Linked DNA regions of Mus musculus: region 2 is linked to region 1. The links are chromatin contacts, called in public Hi-C maps. All regions are on one chromosome and are shown on one strand. Each heading gives the region's core, a stretch centred on a gene start, on an enhancer-like site or on the middle of the called end of the contact. The rest is flanking DNA. Distances are from core to core; before and after follow the strand shown. Region 1 overlaps Gda (guanine deaminase). Region 2 has its middle 35 kb from the start of Gda.

Region 1 (5,170 bases), core at 549-3,048:
CCTAGTTGCCCAAGAGATGAGACAGTTCACATGTAGACCCAAATGATATATGACCTTGTCCCCAAGTCATTTATGATTGGTGAATAAAGGTGCACACAGCCTGTAGTTGGGCAAAATTGGGATAGGTGGGGCTTGGTGCTTCTGGCTTTGGGATTGGAAGAGACCATGAGGAGGGGGAAGAGAAGAAGAAAGAAGAGAAGAGAAGCCACCATTGGTTAAGAATCTTAAAATAATGGCCATCTGGGTTGGCAAAGTTGGGTAAGGGCAGCCCAGATAAAACATGGCAAGTTATATAATGGGATTATTAGCTGGGAAATAGACATAATAGCATAGTGGATAGATATCTGCCCAGTTGTAGTGCTGATTGTAGAGCTGATTAAGGCTTATGATAAATATAAAGGTTATGTGTGTTTTTACCTGGGAACTAAATGGTCAAAGACAGGGTAGAAACACAGGATTCAGATTAAATATTTTCAATAAGAATGTAATGTTAAAGAATCTGTTTAAAATCTAGATTACTAGATACCATGTATTTATAATGACACTTTTGATAATATGGTATATGTGGATATGGGTGCACATGCAGATATGTATGTGGATGTCTATTCTCTACACACAGAGCCTATGTGGCTGAGGAGTTAAAATATGCCCAGATAGATAAGGAGTAAGAGGGGGATGTTTGGGGGAGCACAGTGAAGCCCTTCTCCCACTGCATGGAGGAACAGTGGTACAGGCAGGAAAGGTCAGAATCTGACAGTAAGAGGAAGGAATTGATACCTGATAGATATCAAGTGGAAGAAAAAGGGATGGAAGGGACAGGAACAGAGGTGAGGAAGTGAAAAGCAGAAAGAGGCACTGAGCTGAAGGCATATGGTCAATGTTATCGGAACTGTGGGTTGGGAGAACTTTTATCTTGTTCTTATTTGTATTTTCGTCCATCCAATACTGTCTGTGGACCTCTTGTTAAACAGCATTTTCGAAGGGGTTGGGAGCAATCAATTCGTGGTGTGTATAACACATATGGCATTAGCATGACATGCTGTAATGGAAAGTGAACAACAGACAGACTGTAGGACATACACAATGGTCTCTCAGAGAGATGCTTCTTAAGCATGGCTTTTTCTGACGTGAGGGTGAGTAACCTGAATTCCCTGAGGGCACCAAAAGATCAATATGGGGTATGTCCAATATGTTCAGAAACTACAAACATACTAGTGGACAACCAGCTCAACTCTAGGGAAACAAGTGGAAGGAATCCAGACCAAAGATAAGCACACATTGTAAGTCATGGTCAGCCTTCGGGGTTTATTTTTTAAGAAATCTCTAAAAAGCTGCAGGAAAATATGGTTGATGCATTCTTCCTGGTTCAGTGGCTTCCTTACCTCTAGACTTTCAGGGTTTGGGATGCCATTTGCTTGATTGTTCATTCAAGAGCCTGGCAAGGCCCACAGGCCTTCCTCCTTACAGGCCATGGTCTCGTTCTAGGCAAGCTGTCAAATGCATACACGGATCTCTAAAACCAAGGTTTCCTGAAACCATAGCAAGTTCCAGCCAGCAGAGGCTCTCTCAGCCAAACCCTTAGTTGTCCAGATGAGCAACTTGATTCCCTTCTGTTAAGTAAACAAGTCCAAATGTTTCTCGTGTGAAATGAGGGCTATGTAGGATAAGCACTAATGATGTCAGAAAGACTTAAGCTGAAGGCAGATAAATAATAAATATCAGTTTATGACACAAGTCCCTGCAAGATACAGGCTCCAAACACCAGATGGAAAATTTGGGCAAAAGGCTTGTGGCCATGACCTAGAATAACTTCTGGATAATTGTGAAATAGCTCAGCTATGCAACAAAAGGAGGTAGCATGTGTCTGTACTCATCCCAAAATCCTACTCAAGTCACTGTGATAGGACCAGATGAAAGATATTATACTTCAGAGACTGCTAAAACACTTGGCAAAGACAAACATTGGTATATTCATGTAATTCGGGTCAAACTGATTAATGAAAGAGTAAGATATGGTTTAAAAAACAAAAGTCAGCCTATCTAGGCAGAGTGAAGTGAAAATTACCACGACGGCACCAAAGAATACCATGAAGGGCTTAGATTTTCTGATCTAATATTCTTTTTGTAAATAAGAGAGCAGACCACCAGGCTGTGTGATCATCCCAGGTGCAGAACAAACAGGAGTATTTGCTGGGCTAAATCATCTGCCTAGAGATTGTTCCAGGCAGTTGATTGCTTGTCTGGCAATAGAAACTAGAGGTGATTTAAAAAACAGAAAGGGGGGCTGGCGAGATGGCTCAGTGGTTAAGAGGTTAAGAGCACCAACTGCTCTTCCAAAGGTCCCGAGTTCAAATCCCAGCAACCACATGGTGGCTCACAACCATCCGTAACAAAATCTGATGCCCTCTTCTGGAGTATCTGAGGACAGCTACAGTGAACTTACATACAATAAATAAATAAATCTTAAAAAAAAAAAAAAAACAAAAAAAAAAAACAAAAAAAAACCAGAAAGTTCTCCAGAAGCTCAAATACTAAATATTTTAAGTTTAGGGAGACACAACAATACATTCTTCAGTAGACCGGTAAACAAACTGCAATACAAAAACATGAAGGGAATTCATTGAAAAATAAGCATTTAAAATCCATTATAAAACTAAATGCTAAAACCTGGATCTGAGATTTGGTTGCACAGCAGGATACTCAAATAATTATCAAAGAAGAACCTTCCCATAACACTTATTTTACAAAGAAAATAATAGCTTCACAGTGAAGAAACATGGCAAAGACCACCCACATTGCTAACATCATCATCGACAATAGCAGGACACACCACCACCTTCTGACATGACGCACTGGGAACGCCACATTGATTCTGACATTCCTTCTCACATGTATCATCTGAAGCTCATCACGAGGAAACATGCAAACTAACCTGAGGGTCAGTGTAAGAGTTCTTATTCTTGAAAAGTATCTGGCACATAAACTATGAAGAAAGACCAAAACTTGCCCCAGGTGAAAGGCAAGTGAAGTGTGGCACACAAGTGGGACTTGGGATTTTGGAGCCAATTCTGCACCAGAGGGAGGAAGGGACATTTAAGGACATTATTGAGACCATGAGGAAGGCTCGAAGGGGATCTCGTTGTGTAGCAGAATTACACCAACGTTAATTTCCTAATCTTTGTGGTTATGATTATGTAAGGCTTTGTCACCAATGTTTAGAACGGGTGCAATGAAGGATTTCGATGGGAAGAATGTCTTAGTTTCTTGTCATTGTGATGAAATACTCTGATGAAATCAACGTGAGAGAAGTCAGCTGACTTAAAGCATGAACCAAACTTATAGTTTGTCTTATTTCATTGTGATAAAACACTGACCAAAACCAACTTGGGGAAGAAAGGGTTTCTTTGGCTTATATCTGATCATTGTCTGCCACTGACAGAAGCCAAGGCAGGAGCATAAGCAGACCATTCTTAGCATTATTAATAATATTCTGTTATGCACGGAGACAGGAGCCTAGCATAACTGACCTCTGACAGGCTCTACCCAGCAGTGGACTGAAACAGATGCAGATACACACAGCCCAACATTAGATGGAGGTCAAAAACACTTTCAGAAAAGATTGGGGAAGGATGGAAGGCCCTGAAGGAGATGGTAACCTCACAGGAAGACCAAGAGTCAACAAACCTCCACTCCTGGGAGCTCTCAGAAGTTTAGGCTGCCCACCAAAGGGCATACAAGGATTGGAACGAGTCCCCTGGCACATAAGTAACAGGTAGGCAGCTCAGGCTTCATGGCTACCTTGTCTGGCCTTGGTAGGAGAAGATGTGCTCAATCAAGCTGAGACTCAATGTGCCAGAGTGGGGAGAAACCTAGGGGGCTACACCCCACTCTCTCAGAGGAGAAAGGGAGGGGGCATGAGGGGAAAGGACTCTGTGAGGGAGAGACGGGGGGGGGGAGCAGCATCTGGAATGTTGAATTTATTAATTAACTATTATAAGAACAACCACAACTGACACTGAGATTACAGCAGAATGCTGCTTGCTGGTTTATCTACCATGCTTTGTTCAGCCTGATTTCCTGTAAAACTCAGGACCACCTGCTCAGAGGTGGTACTTCCTACATTGAGTTAGGCCGTCCCCTATCAGTCATTAACCAAAATATCCCCCACAGACTAGCCTATGGGCTAATCTGCTGGAAACACTTTCTCAGTTGAGGTTTCCCTTTTCACAGATGACTCGATATTCTGTCAAGTGGATTTAAAAAAAAAATTACTAGCACATAGACAGTCTGCCACAGTAGGGAGTCATAGTAGCTGGAGCCGGAGGGAGCTGGTTACATTATATCTATGATCAGAAACAGAGAACAAAGAATACAAACAGGCTTGTTTGCACTCAATCTCTTTCTCCAGGATAACGCATTTCAGCATCCCCTGACTAGGGATTAGGACCACCCACACTGAGTGGTTCTTCCCATCTCAATTAATGTAATTGACACAGTCCACCACAGACAGGCACACAGGCCAATTTAGTCTAGACAATCCTTCATTGAGATTTTCATCCCCAGAGATTCTGAATGGTATCAGGTAGAGACTTTAAACACCACAACTTTACCTCTTGTCAACTTTGCACACAAACATGTCCCTTTAAGCCATAACCTTCCACCCATGGTCCCAAAAGCCTTGTGTTTGTCTCATAACATATGTGATGGTTTGTATATTCTTGGGCCAGGGAGTGGCACCATTTTGAGGTTTGGCCTTCTTGGAATAGGTGTGACCTGGTTGGAGTAGGTGTGTCACTGTGGGTGTGGGCTTAAAATCCTCACCCCTAGCTGCCTGGAAGTCAGTCTTCCACTAGCAGCCTTTGGATGAAGAGGTAGAACTCTCATCTCTGCCTGTGCCATGCCTGCCTAGATACTGCCATGCTCCCATCTTGATGATAATGGACTGAACCTCTGAACCTGTAAATCAGCCCCAAATAAATGTTGTTTTTATAAGACTTGCCTTGGTCACGGTGTCTGTTCACAGTAGTAAAACCCTAACTAAGACAACAAATAACACAGTCCACTTTTTAAAAGTCCCCGTGGTCTTAAAACTTCCAATTTTAAAAACCTGAAGTCTCTCAACTCCCCGCCCCCCCACCCCCCACCTCAAACAAAACAAAAAAACCTGAAG
Region 2 (5,195 bases), core at 1,549-4,048, 68 kb after region 1:
TATGCACATATTTTAGGAAGCCTCTACTGTATTAGGTCTCCATTCCCTTCTTCCCCACCTCTGCCTCTTTTCTCTCTCTTTCTATAACTATATAGTCTATCTCCCTGCCTTAGACTCCTCCCCCCCTCATCCAGCCATTCTCAACCCATAGGTTGCAAACCCTTTGGCAAAGCTTTATCTCCAAAAATATTTACATTATAATTCATAACAGTAGCAAAATTATAATTGTGAAGAAGCACAGAAAACAACTTTATGGTTAGTGGTCACCATTTCATTTTTGAACAGCTGAGTAATATTTCATTGTGTAAATGATATTATATAAGTTTTCCTGATCCACTCATTTGTTGATGAACATCTAGTTTGCCTCCACTTTCTGGCTATTATGAATAGAACAGCACTGACCATGATGGGCAGTGTCTCTGTAGTATAATGTAGAATCTTTCAGGTGTATGCCCAAGATTGATTTAGACATATACACATGTATGTATGAATGAATGTGTGTGAATATACGTATATATGTACATATATGTATATATGTGTAATGTTACTTGTGTGTATGTTTTTAGGGCTGACCATTTGGTATTAAGTGACCAATCAGTATGCTTTTCCATGCAGAAGAACACTTCACCTGCTGCCAACATCCTTTAGTTTCCTGTAGTTCTTTGTGTGGAGTTGAAGCCTAATGGTCTTTCCCTCCTTGTCACATCTATTGTTTTTGTCCTCTTTCAAGCCATGCTTAGGTAGTTACTTGGGTGAGACTATTGGTTACTTCTCTCCTTCTGTGCTTTGGTTCATAAAAGCTAAGTCCTCAGTAGGAAATGAATAATAGGAATTTTGGGTTAAAATATATATAATAGGAATTTTTGGTTAAAAATAGATAGTTACTAATGATATATGGTTAGTTACTAGCAAAAGATAGTTAAAACTGCTGCAATCAGAATGTAAAGTTCATAAATAAATTAAATTAAAAAAATAAGCAATATGACTCCTGATAATCAAGTCATTATTTTATAAAAATCACCTTAATATTAACAAACAGAAAAGAAAAAATATTTTAAGTTTGAGTTAAACTTTTTAAAACATCCCTAACACTCTTCCTGTTTGCCTGCCTGCTTTCTTGTGTGCAAAATTTCTCCAGATTCTTGTTTATAATCCACTTCATAAAGCAAGCTACTTACTCATAAATTAATGATGATAAGAACATATTTCTGATTCTATATAAGACAAATGTTTTGAAAAATAAATCGAAAATCATAGAAGGCAGTGCCATTGGCTACACACTCGGTAACTTGTATCAGTTTTTGAAAAAGAAAGATACAGTCTAGGCAGGTAGTCTGTGCAGACAAAATCCAAGGCAGTATCACTGGGGCTGTGGAGATAGAGAGAAAACATTTCAGCTTGAGTAGGGCAGAGATTCCGTTAGGAAAATGTTTTCTAAAACTAAGGCTCAGAGCTCTTTAAGATACATTTTCTCAAAATTCCTGCAGATTTCAAAGAAAATTTTAACATTTAATGGCATTATTTCATCACATACATACAGAGAGAGAGAGAGCATTTAAGAAGCAAATTTCTTAATGATGGCCATCTAAACTGGGGCATAACACATACAAGAGGATTTATTTCGGTATTTGTGTTTATGGTTTGGCTTATGTAAGAAATTCTGATTATACATAAATAATTTTATATATAAATTCTTATTTATATAAGAAATATATTAAAAGTATATTTACACAATAAGGACTCTTGTGCGTTTATTTATTGTTTTCTTTTCCTTTTAGTGCATAGCGAGACTGCAGGTACTAAGCTTCCATGATTTAGGGTATGATTTGGCCAAATGACTGACTTCTGCATGACAGAATGTAAGCAGTGTCTATGTGTGTTCTTTTAGTCTGTTTCTGTTGCTATAACAGAATATCCAAGATTGAGTGGTTCATAAAAGATAGAAATTTATGTCTTACTCTTCTGGGTTACCTGCATCTGGTAAGGGCATTTTGTTGTAATATCTCATTAAAGAAGGAGAGAGGGGCAGGGAGGGGGGAGGGAGGGAGTGAAGGAGGGAGGGAGGGCGAGAGAGACTAGACAGAAAGACTTTAGAGAGTGGCTTGCATTATTATGACAGATGCAGTAGCTACAAGGTCAGTAGACCCATTCCCTCCATGATAACATTATTCCAGTTGTTAAAACAAAACCTCAGCAACCCCAGAATCTCAGAACATTTTCAGAATCCTACTTCGAAACATTGTTGCATTGGAGATTGAATTCCCATTGTCCTCTTGACAAGTGCTTTCTGACCCCAACTGTTGTTTTGCCTTGAAGTAACCGTTCCTTGATACTTTGCTTTCTATGCAGACTTTTGTTTCATTCTCAACAAGAGGCCACCTTGGAAATACCCGAGGCCACCTTGGAAATACCCGAGGCCATCTTGGAAATACCCAGACTCCAAGTACTTGTCGCAACTGCACCCCAAATTCTACTTCACCACAGAGTCTTTAGTCAGCTTTGGTGACTGAGCAGATGAGTCCTAAAGAGTAAAGGCAAATAAAGCCACAATGAAGGCAGGATAGATCCTTAAAGGACAAGCACAAAAATGCTTCCAACCAGAATTTAGTGTAAGTCAGATGTGAGCTTTTCTGGGTTCTACTGCTGAAAATGTGGGGGGAGGGGAAGAGTTGGCTGTTACATTGTCTTTGAATAGTGAACACCACTTCAAAAAGAAAAGTGGCTGGAAACCAAACTCACCATAGAGCAGAGCAGCTCTGGAGACTTGCCCAGTTCACGAGGACCTGATTTCAGGCTACGTCAGCAACTATGCAGAACAGATAAGACATATTTTTGAATGGTAGTTAACATATAACTCATCTGGTAAACTTTTGGTTTTACTTTCTGTTAGTAATATAACTAGATAATAATTAATGTGGCGTTCAGAGGGCAAAGGCAACGTGGTTACCACATCTTCAAGTAAGTAAGATAATTCAGTTAGGATATTTCATTAAAATTGGCACTTGAACAATTTCACCGACTCGGAGTCATTAACAAGATCCTAACCATTAGATTTACAAGAAAACTTAATTGCTTTGGACCCTGACTATCGATAGAAATTACTAGTAAATACTTTTGGTGTTTTTCCAGTTAATCTGCCCAATTCACTGTGAGAAAAATATCGTCTCTGGTCAACATAATTTAAGTTTTATGGGTTTTACATCTTACTTAGTATTTTGTTTGTAATTTATTTTGTCTTTATGCTAATATGAGAAATGCATGACAAAGTGTTATTCTAGCACACATGAGGTTCTGTGGCTTGGATCCCCAGCACCACATTGACTAGGTGTGACAGTTCATATTGTAGATGAAGTACTGAGGGTAGCACCCCTACAATGGGATTAAGGCCACTACAGACAGAGGCAGCAGAGTGCCCTTGGTTTCCCATGTGGAGATACTGTGAGAAGCCACTGTCTATAAGCCAGAAAGAGAAGGCACAGCAGAACACCGAGTCTGCCAGCAGCTTGACCTTATATGTCCCCTCCCTCAGATGAGACATGAAAAAGTCCCATCAAACCAGTTGTTCTACATGAATTTGCTATGGCATCCAGAACCCAAGGTGTCTGAGATTCCATTCTTCTCTGTCCATTTTGCATCCTAACCAACATAAACATTATGCTTTGTAATCTTGGTCCCCAGTGTCAGCTCCAAATTATACAAGTTACTAAAAGCTTGGAACAGGTACTCCTAAGTCTCCTGTAGCGATTTCAATTAAGTGAGATTGGCTTCTGAAAGGCGTTAAAATGTACTGACATGAAAAGAAGAAAACGACGTCTTTTCACTTAATTGTTACAATCCCTTCATTTGTGTCCTACCCACATAATTCTCAACTAATCATAGCCTACTTCACTCAGAGTGAGCAGAGTGCCAAGTGCTGTAATCCACATGTGTGTTATTTTGTTGCACATGCCTGCAAACTATAATTAGTAGATATCCTCTTCAAACATCAAGTTAAACATTTTTGAGCTTTTTTCCCCTGCTTTCAGAAAATCCAAGGACAGGCAGCTTGAAAAAAAAAACTTTTTAAAAAAAAGCAAGAAAAAAAATGAACCTTGTTCTATCTTATAATCATGACTCGATTCTTTTAAAGCTATGTAGCTTGGAGCAAAGAAAATACACCCCATAAGAACGACAAAGAACACACATCAAGGAAGATGACAGCAAGGGATGTCTACATTAGATGTGTGGGGAAATGAACTCACTGTGGCTCAGTGAGTAATAACACTTGCTATAGAAGCGTGCAGGCCTGAGTTCAATTTCCAACGTCCACATAAAAGTTGGTCACGGGTGCATGCCCATGGGAGCAGGCACAGCTGGGTCCTGGGGGGCTAACTAGTGAGCCAGTCTGGATGAAACATTGAGCATCCAGTTCAGGGAAAGAGCCTACCTCAGAGTGGAGATCCACAAGGGAAGACATCCAACATCTTTTTATGGTGTTTTCATGGGCATATGCATACGAATGTGTACCCACAGACTCGTGCATGCACAAAATACACACACCACTAACACATATACATACACACCCATCCTACATATATATACAGGCATACACATGTGAATGCACACATACACACCACACAAACACATATACACACAAATATACCACACACATACTTCATTAGATGTGGAGGCATGGAAATCTTTTCTTTGACAAGAGTCATTTTCTTTTCATAAGTAAAGAAACACAACTGCAGCAGACAGAAATCTTTCTGGCACCTCCTACAGAGCTTAAAAAGATGAAGGTGTCTGTGTAGCTACAAGATTAGATCTGTGTCCACAAGAGAAGCAAGCTAGTTGCCAAACAGCATGGACTGCATGATTTCATATTTGTGTAAGTTACATGATTCATGTATAGAAATGTATGCATCTATAGACAGCCTTGTTGTGTATTTGTAAGTGCATACATGTCTGAAGAATATCCGAGAAACATTTTGGACCCCAAGTCTCATCCACTTAACCCGTCTCTTATTTCAGGGAGAGGTGTGCTAGATGGCTCCACACAAGCTCTGGTTCATGCTACTGATCAGAAAAGCTGCCCAGGCTCTCTCCACACTCCACCTTGTGGTCTTCCGAGGGAGTTCACTTAGCCTTGTATACAAGAGCCAAGTACAGCAAGATATGGACCTCTATTAAGCACAGTAACTTTTCTTTTCTAT

Evidence for each region. Hi-C and Micro-C count contacts between places; a contact is called where the count stands out from the background.
Region 2: a contact with region 1 is called in a Hi-C map of liver, with 6 times the contacts expected there. The contact joins two enhancer-like sites. A contact is called at or near these places in 8 of 484 Hi-C or Micro-C datasets (ECoMG-derived neutrophils, the HPC-5 cell line, embryonic fibroblasts and 4 more) and 2 of 115 datasets of contacts at active chromatin or transcription factors (bone marrow-derived dendritic cells and fibro-adipogenic progenitors).

Annotation. Positions count from the first base shown.
Region 1 is chr19:21,437,828-21,442,997 of GRCm38.p6, forward strand. The region is part of intron 1 of Gda (guanine deaminase); the gene reads right to left. Among named protein-coding and RNA genes, the nearest start is that of Gda, 32 kb to the right of the region's middle. Within about 2 kb of position 1,799, at least 29 of the 459 cell types and tissues checked have an H3K27ac peak or open chromatin away from gene starts, as enhancers often do. A contact at or near this core is called in liver, where this site is marked.
Region 2 is chr19:21,505,228-21,510,422 of GRCm38.p6, forward strand. No RefSeq gene overlaps it. Among named protein-coding and RNA genes, the nearest start is that of Gda, 35 kb to the left of the region's middle. Within about 2 kb of position 2,799, at least 18 of the 459 cell types and tissues checked have an H3K27ac peak or open chromatin away from gene starts, as enhancers often do. A contact at or near this core is called in liver, where this site is marked.